2 separate regions of the Mus musculus genome follow, and region 2 is linked to region 1. Evidence: chromatin contacts called from public HiChIP or PLAC-seq data. All regions are on one chromosome and are shown on one strand. The core of a region is the stretch at or near the end of the contact, and the rest is flanking DNA. Distances in the headings are between cores, read along the strand shown.

What was found. HiChIP or PLAC-seq counts read pairs in DNA pulled down with a chosen protein or histone mark.
Region 2: an HNF4G HiChIP or PLAC-seq map of pancreatic cancer cells shows a contact between it and region 1. The contact joins two enhancer-like sites. A contact is called at or near these places in 1 of 115 datasets of contacts at active chromatin or transcription factors (pancreatic cancer cells) and 2 of 9 other capture datasets (adipose tissue and liver).

What each region holds. Positions count from the first base shown.
Region 1 is chr17:47,482,595-47,486,800 of GRCm38.p6, forward strand. It overlaps a transcript of Taf8 not described here. Among named protein-coding and RNA genes, the nearest start is that of Taf8, 18 kb to the right of the region's middle. Within about 2 kb of position 1,992, at least 124 of the 459 cell types and tissues checked have an H3K27ac peak or open chromatin away from gene starts, as enhancers often do. A contact at or near this core is called in pancreatic cancer cells, where this site is marked.
Region 2 is chr17:47,760,672-47,764,877 of GRCm38.p6, forward strand. It overlaps a transcript of Tfeb not described here. Among named protein-coding and RNA genes, the nearest start is that of Tfeb, 23 kb to the right of the region's middle. Within about 2 kb of position 2,515, at least 163 of the 459 cell types and tissues checked have an H3K27ac peak or open chromatin away from gene starts, as enhancers often do. A contact at or near this core is called in pancreatic cancer cells, where this site is marked.

The DNA.
Region 1 (4,206 bases), core at 742-3,241:
GGGGATCTGGCGCCCTCTGCTGGCTTCAGTGGGTACCAGTCTCTCATGCATATACACCTCCACCTAATTCATTCTCTCTCTCTCTCTGTCTGTCTCTCTGTGTCTCTGTCTCTCTGTCTCTGTCCCTCTCTCTCTCTCTGTCTCTCTCTGTCTCTGTCTCTTCTCTCTCTCTCTCCAGAATGTCTCTAAGCAGCCCTTGCTATTCTGGAATTCCCTATGTAGACCAGGCTAGCCTTGAACTCACAGAGATCTGTCTGCCTCTGCCTCCCAAATGATGCCTGGCTAAAACTAAATCTTAAAAAAAAAAAAAAAAAAAAAAAAGACAGGGCCTGGTGATGATGCACATCTCACCTTAAGTCCTAGTAATTGAGAGGCAGAGACAGGCAGATCTCTGAGTTTGAGGCCAACCTGGTCTACAGAGAAAGTTCTATGACATCCAGGGCTACATCAAGAAACTCTGCCTTGAAAAACAAACAAACAACACCCCCCCCCCAAAGCAGAAGGTGTAAAGGCCCCGTCTGTCACCCAACAAGTCACAAGGATGAGCACAGAAAGAACCTCTGTCACAGGACTATAGAGCCTTGAATCAGAAATTCTTTATTGGGCTGGAGAGATGGCTCAGAGGTTAAGAGCACTGACTATTCTTCTGAAGGTCCTAAGTTCAAATCCACATGGTGGCTCACAACCATCTTTAAAGAGATCGGACGCCCTCTTCTGGTGTGTCTGAAGACAGCTACAGTGTACTTAGATATAATAATAAATAAATCTTAAAAAAAAAAAGAAATTCTTTATTATTCGCACAGAGGACACACTAACCACTAGGAGAAAATACTGTTTATACGGTATCTATCCCGCTATAAAAGGGTATATTTACATGTGTGTTTGGTACATAAAACCATACTGACTCATCAGGAGCTTCGGGGAAAGGCCAGAGAGCCTGGGGTGGGAGAGGGAGGTACGTGTTATATCTTCTTCTGTCTTCCAAGTTCTGTGCTGAATTCATACATCATCTGTTCACGAGTCAATAAAATAGCTTCTAACAAAGACGGAACAATGATGTAAGCAAATGGAGAGGACCTAAACCATAAACACCAGGAGGGGAAATTCCTTGCGCTTGTTTCCAGGGCTGGAAGCATCCATGACAAATCTGTACCTGTAGGCTTGGTTCCTCTCCCCAGACTGGCAGCTGGGGCTGTGCACGCTGATGGTCAGAGACTTAAGCACTCGCTTCTGGGTGACCCTGAGCGAAACAGAAGAATGATAAACCTGTCACCAGGAAAACTCAGAGGTGGCAATAAACGACAAGGCTCAGGCTCTTCTTGTTCCTACAAAGACACTGGGAAGAGCCTCCCTGCTCTGCCCTGGGCATGCCTCTGGGCTGGGGATGTCACATGTCACGCAGTGGTAGAGAGTGTGCCCAGCAGGGCACTGGGCCCTGGGGCATTTGGAGAGCCTGGGACCCTCAGGATAAAGGGGTGTGGTTCTTCCTAGCACCACATGGGAAGCCTCATCCACTCCAGCTGCCCTTTCCTGGGATCGTCCTGATTTACTGATGTGGAAGTGACAGAAATGCCCCAACCCACCCCCAGCCTGGTATAATCAGGTTTTACAAGGGCAAGGCCTCCTTACAACTGACTCTACACTGGCTCCACAGAGATGGGACAAGAGCCCCAGGCCCAAGGAGGCCTGGATCTCATGCCTCTCAGGCCAGCTCCAAGCTGCACTCTATTGCCCTCCCTTCCTCTCTCTGCTTACCCTCCCCTCCTCCCTCTGCCTCCCCTCCCCTCCTCCCTCTGCCTCCCCTCCCCTCCTCCCTCTGCTTACCCTCCTCTCCTCCCTCTGCCTACCTTCCCCTCCCCTCCTCCCTCTGCCTCCCCTCCCATCCTCCCTCTGCTTACCCTCCTCTTTCAAAGGCTCACTGGGCCAACCCCACCCACTGAGATCTCAGCAGAGGCCTCAGACCAGCCCCCTTCTTTCTCTTGGTCAGAGGAGGCAGAACAGGTTCCCTCTTGTTTACCCATCTCCCTGGTAACACAGGCCTCCACAGGAGGGTGTCCTCCAGGCTATCAGTAGGTTTCTGTTTCCTGCCTCTTCTTAGGTAGGGTACACTTTGGCTCTCTGGGGCTAGGGCCAGTCCGTCCCCCCCAGTTCCTGAATGGCTAGCTCTAGCTGCTCCACCCCTTCACCCCACCATAAATCCTAACTGGGAAATGCCACCCTCTGTGAGGAGTTGACTGACCTTGTTCCCAGCCCTGCCTATGGTCCTCTGCCTCCACATCTCCCTCTGAACAGCACCCCAAGCCCTTGCTGAACTGAGCCCACTTGACCCTCCCGTGCAAGTCTGCCTACAGTCTGGGGGCACACACGCTCCTGCCTCTGACAGAGAGTATGCTTGTTTGCTGTTCTCTTTCCACAAAGATGGCTGCACTTTGTGCTCTACTCAACTACAACGTTCTTCTTAGGCCATTTTTTTTTTTTAAAGGGCAGCTCCCACAATAATTCCTCCTGCCCTATTTTGTGACAAGTGCTGCCTTTATCTGCCCTGCCAGAACGGCACCAAACTCTGCCCCCACAAAGTGGCTGCTCATATGGCCTATATCAACAGGTCTCAAATCCCCTGTCAGAGATCCTGAAAGAAGCAGGGTGGGTGGAGGACAGGCCATTCGGTTCTCTGGCTGGCCCCTCCCCCAGCCTCTCCTCCCAAGCCCCAGTGCCTGCTTGGCTTCTGTGAAGGCTTTGGCCACTGCCTGCTCCCCAGGTTAGTAGCCCAAGCTTTGCACACTACCTACCCCTTATGGCTCTTAGTTTCCTTGTCCCATCCTTCAATTCTTTTCCTCCAGGTCTCTGATGGCACCACGGGACTGACATACCACGTGTGTTGTGGGCTGTCCACTGCCCCTCCATCCCCTACATACACACACACACACATACACACACACACACACACACACACACACACACACACACACAGACACACACACACACAGACACACTGTGGGCTGACACACACACACACACACACACACACACACACACACACACTGTAAGAGCTGGGGAAGCAGGGACCTAGGTCTACCCTGGTATTTGTCAGTGTCTGTATCCAAATGGTCTCCCTTAGAAAAAGCTCAACTGCTGTTTGAGTGACTGCAGAAGGGAAGGGTGGAATGGGGGACAGGCTGAAGGGCTGGAAGGAGAGGCACAGGACAACCAGGAGCCAAGTGAAGACTTTCTCCCTGCAGGGTAGAAGCCCCTTCTGGCACCCTCTACAGCCTACAACACTTTTAGTTTCATTTTGTGTAGTTTCCCACTAGAGTGAATTCCCTGGAGGTAGGAACTATGTATGTCTTGTTCAGCAGAGTATCATTAGAGTTGGCACCGTGCCAAGCGTTCAGCATACACAAGAGGCTCTGGACCTCTATCTGCTAAATAGCGCACAGGAGGATGAGTGACCTGCAAGACAAAGACCTGTCAGGGGACCTCATTGGCCAGGTTTGCACTGGAGACATTTGGACTAGGGGTGGCCAGTCTCTGGGAGGATCTCCAGTCTTACTGCAGGGCTGAGAATGGTCTACCCTGGCAGGGGATGTGGCTGGGGAAGAGCAGGGAGCCTGCGCATTTGGGTGGGGCAGCATCAGACTGGCAGGGAGGAAGAGTGTGCTGTCTAAACACAAATGAACAAGACCTAGCATGGTCTACGCAGAGGACAAAAACCAGACAACTGGGTACAAATAGTTGGATGCTGAGACCAGCTGGGCAGAAACGTCTGGAGGTGGAGGACCAGAGGAACCATGTCCCTGGCATGAGAGATGGCACTTCCAAGACCCTTCTGGTTGGGTAGGCACATGGGGAAAAAACATCAAAGAAAGACCAAGATGTTGGCCGAGGACATCTACAACAGAAGGCAAAGGAACAAGGTCAAAGAGGAAGCGATAACCTACTGGTCGCACACCAGGAGAGGCTGGCCTGACCCAGGGCCTGAAGAGCACCTGGCAGTGCACCGGTGTCTAGGACTGGCTGCAAAAGTGGCCATGTCACTAGGCGCTTGGCACTGCTCAACAAGATTCCCCTGAGCCCGCCTTAGTGACAGGTTTTAAACTGCCCGCAAGCCTTAGTCTGTTCTTTCTGCAGTGAAAAGCCCCTCATTTTTTACCTAGGCCCAGAGCCATTTAGCTAAAGCCACACACCGTCACTTCCTTTGCAAGAAAG
Region 2 (4,206 bases), core at 1,265-3,764, 280 kb after region 1:
AGAAAGCTGGGTCTTTAAAATGAGCACATCAATATTAATTCATTTCTTAAGAGTATATATTGCTATTCTTTGGCAGTTTTCATACACGTATAGATATACTATATCTTGATTATACATCCCACCCCTATACTTCCCAAAGCTATGGTCTTGAGAATGAGAGAGGTCTCCCGGGGCCATCTAGGGTAGGATAGGTCGATCTTCCCTTCTCCCCCTCCCTTACTTTAGTCCATGAGGTTCTGTTCCTTCAGTTGGCCTGGGGTTCTCTAGTAGGTGACTGCCCGTGTCCCTTATTCTCTGGGGACTTCTGCCCTGCCTCTGGCTGATGACCCCAGAGGATGGAGACAGCACAGACTGACTCTTTGGTACTGCGTGTCCTCAGAGTGTGGGGCACAGCTGAGTTGATCTGGTGTAGAGCTTTGAACCTGGTATGGCTGCTTTTCCACCCTGAGGAGCCGTGAAGGCAGCAGTCACCCTAGAGGTGCCTCATGGGTGGGCTGATCTTGGGCAGAGAGGCCCCTGCAGCAGTGCAGAGCCCCTTGTACGCCCCACCAAGCTGTGTGGAAGGCCTCGGCCTCGGCATGATAGCCCAGGAAACTGGGACTGGCACCTCGAGTTCTCGTCTCACCTTCCTCTTCTTTCTGCCCTCTTTCGGAGTTCCTGTCTCCTACTCTGTTGAGCTAGCCTCACACTACCCCAGCCCTGGATTCTAGACTCCATCGTAACCTTGAACAGAGACTCTTCCCCAGCCAGCCTGTTTGTTCATCTGTTAGAGTAAAGGGATGGTCTCCACCAGGCCCCACGGCCTCAGGCTCTGTCCTCAGGGCACAGGAGTCATGTCATGGTGAAGACAGGCATTGTGCAAATCCACATGCACACACACACCTATACACACATCCACACACAAACAAACACCCATATACCTATACATACATACACACACACACTTACATACAAACACATATCCCCTATATACACAAACACACATACCCCTACACACACAAACACACACATCTGCATACAAACACACACAGCCCTACACACACACAAATACACAGTTCTACACACACACAAACACAATTCTACACACAAACACACACACATAGACACATCCACATACAAATATGCACCTATGTACACACTCACACACAAACACATGCACACCTATATACACATATATACACATGTACACATCCACACACACATCTGTACACATACATCCACACAAATGCACACATACACATCTATCCATACATACACCTCTATACATCTGAACACACACACACACACACACCTATACACACACACACACAGATCCATATACACACATACACACACACACACACACCTATATACACACATACCTATATACACACACATCCATCCACACACATCCACTCACACACACATGGATTATGCATGTTCTACTGTGTGAGGCTGACAGGATGCCCGTGACTACTCTTGCTTGGCTAGGAAAATGGAGGCCTTTGCCCTTCGGAAAATGAGCGACCTGTCATCTATCTGTGTCTCAGGGGCAAAGGTTGTCACTGTGACTTTTATTTGTGACCTTTGGGGAGTGTGGGCTGCACATTTGTGTAATCTGTTGTGGAGCCTCAGAGGGAGCAAGGGCAGCAAGCTCCTGTCACCAGGTGCCTTCCCAGCTCAGGAGAACGGAAAGTGATCTCAGCAAAGGGCCGAAGCCTGAGGTACCACGTTGGCTTCCTCCCTTCCCCATGCCCACGGGAGCTTCACTCTCACTCCCTGCTCGAACCCTGCTTGTTCCTGGGGGACATGGCTGCCTTTTCCTGCAGTTTAATGCCCCTATCTGTGGAGCTTCAGCCTGCAGCCAAAGGAGGCATGGAGGCCCAGAGTGCAGGCACTGGCGATCCCTGCCCCAGAGGAAGTGGCCGGACGAAGTCCAGTCTGGGACACTGTGGTCAACACCTGATACCGTCTGAGTGATTTTCTGCCTTGAGACCTGCCAGGGAGAGGAGCAGGCAGCTGAACCTGCCCACGGCCTGCTTGGCATGCTGGCTACAGCCAGCTGGTGACTCATTCCCCCAGGGAGGATGCCCAGTACAGGCTATATGGCCAGAGGTCCGGGGTGCCTCAAAAAACCTGTGCAAGTGAAGCCCACACTGGGCAGGCTGTGGAGGGAGCAGAAAAGTCCCACATGTGGGGCCAGGCCACTCTCTTGTCCCTCTGCCCTCTCCGTCACTGGGACTACAATCCCAGGATACACTGTCTCTGTCATGCAAAATCCCTCACAAGAGAGCAGGCAACTAGCGGAGATTCAGGAGTCCCTCTTCCTAGTGGCCTGTTTGCCTTCTCCTCCCTGGACCAAGGCTAGGGAGTACTTGCCTATCCCTGTAGCCTTTTCTCCAGCCTGCTGCCCAGGAGGGGTGGGAGGCTCTCTTCGGGGAAATGAATTCTTGGCCGGAGCCCAGATGCTGGCCTGCCTAGCTTTGCTCCAGGGTGATGCTGGGTGTACACACAGCCCCATTGTGTGCCTGGGCCTCAGGCCTGCGTCATGGGCCTGGCACCAGCACTATCAACACCAGCACTGGCTCCCACAAGGGCCTGAGCCCTCAAGCTCTGGTGAGGGGGCAGGGGCGCTGGTGATTAGGAGAGACTTCTGTGGTGGGGCCAGGGGTGCGGAGTTGCTTGACTGCTGGTCCCCGAGTTCAGGCTGGACCCCCCAGCTCTTCACAGCCAAGCTTGGAAAAAGCAAGGCAAACTTCTTCCCGAGAAACAGCTTCGTCTGGGATCTGAAGGGAACCAGATACGTGAGGACATAGAGCCCCCATGTGCTCTGTAAAGCAAAGGGAATAGTAATCAAGGGTGGTATGGTTGGTGGGGGCAGCAAGCCTCCAAGGCTAGAAAGCAGGCTCTGCCTCAGTTTCCCTATGCCAGCTGTATTGTATATACCCTACCAATAAGGGAAAGTTGTACAGAGGTGAGCTGTGGCCAAGACTGGGCTTAGAATCTCTCTCTCGAGCTCTATAGGCTGGGCCTGAGCCCCCTTCCCAGGCCTAGTTCCACTGGCAAACAGGACATCCTGCCTCTGGATGCTTCTATTCTGAGAGTTTGGCTTGAGTCTCTGTAGCTCCTCAGGTTTCTAGCCTGAAGGGGGCCTCTGTAGCAAAGGAACCTGCCATGAGCCACCTGGCTCCCAGCAAGAAGGGTCCCACCCTGCCTTACACTCAAGCTGAAGGCCAAAGGGAGAGTCCCCAGACATGTCCCCTGTGGGGTCCCTGTTTTCACCTCCTTAGTTGTACCTAGTCCAGGAGCCCCAGTCCCCAGGCCCATCTTCCTAGCTGCCTTGCCCATCCTGGGCATGAGGCCCGGCATCTTCCTTCAGTACCTCAGCAAAGGGACAGGGAATTCCTTAAAGGTGCCTGTGAGACTGAGATGCCAGGATTGGCGCATGGGGACAGGTGGAGATGGTAGGAACTAGAAGGAGACGCCCAGGGTGGTGTCTGTCCCGGAGTCTCCCCCCGTGCTGCTCGGACGTACTGCTCCGTTTATACCTTTCCCAACACCCTGCCATTGTGTCCTCCCCTCATGACACAGCAGTGGATAAAACAAGCTCTCAATGCATGAGCATGGCAGGCGTGACCCAGAGGGTAGCATTGGGTACTGGAAGGATTGTGGGTGGTGCCGAGGAAGAGAAGCACCAGGAAAGGCCTTGGAAAGCTCACACACTAATCAGAAACCGGGGCAGGGGACTAGAAGTTCGGGTCAGCTGTTCTGAACACATGTTGCTCTTACAGAGGACCCAGGTTTGATTCCCGACACATGGTGGCTCGCAGCTATCTGTCTTTCCAGTTCTAGGGGACCCAACACTCTCTTCTGATCCCTGCAGGCTCTGGGCATGCACGTGGTACACATACATACATACATTCATGCATGCATGCATGGAAAAGACACACTCATGAAATAAAAAAAAAATTCAAACATTGGACAGAGACTTCTCAGTGCCTCAGCTTCTCAACATCTTCTTCTTCATTACCATCTTCTTCATCATCATCTTCTTCATCTTCTTCTTCTCCTCCTCCTTCTTCTTCTCCTCCCCTTCCTCCTCCTCCTCCTCCTCCTCCTCCTCCTCCTCCTCCTCCTCCTCTATTTATTTATTGAGTACACTGTCACTGTCTTCAGACACACCAGAAGAGGGCAATAGATTCCATTACAGATGGTGTGAGTCACCAC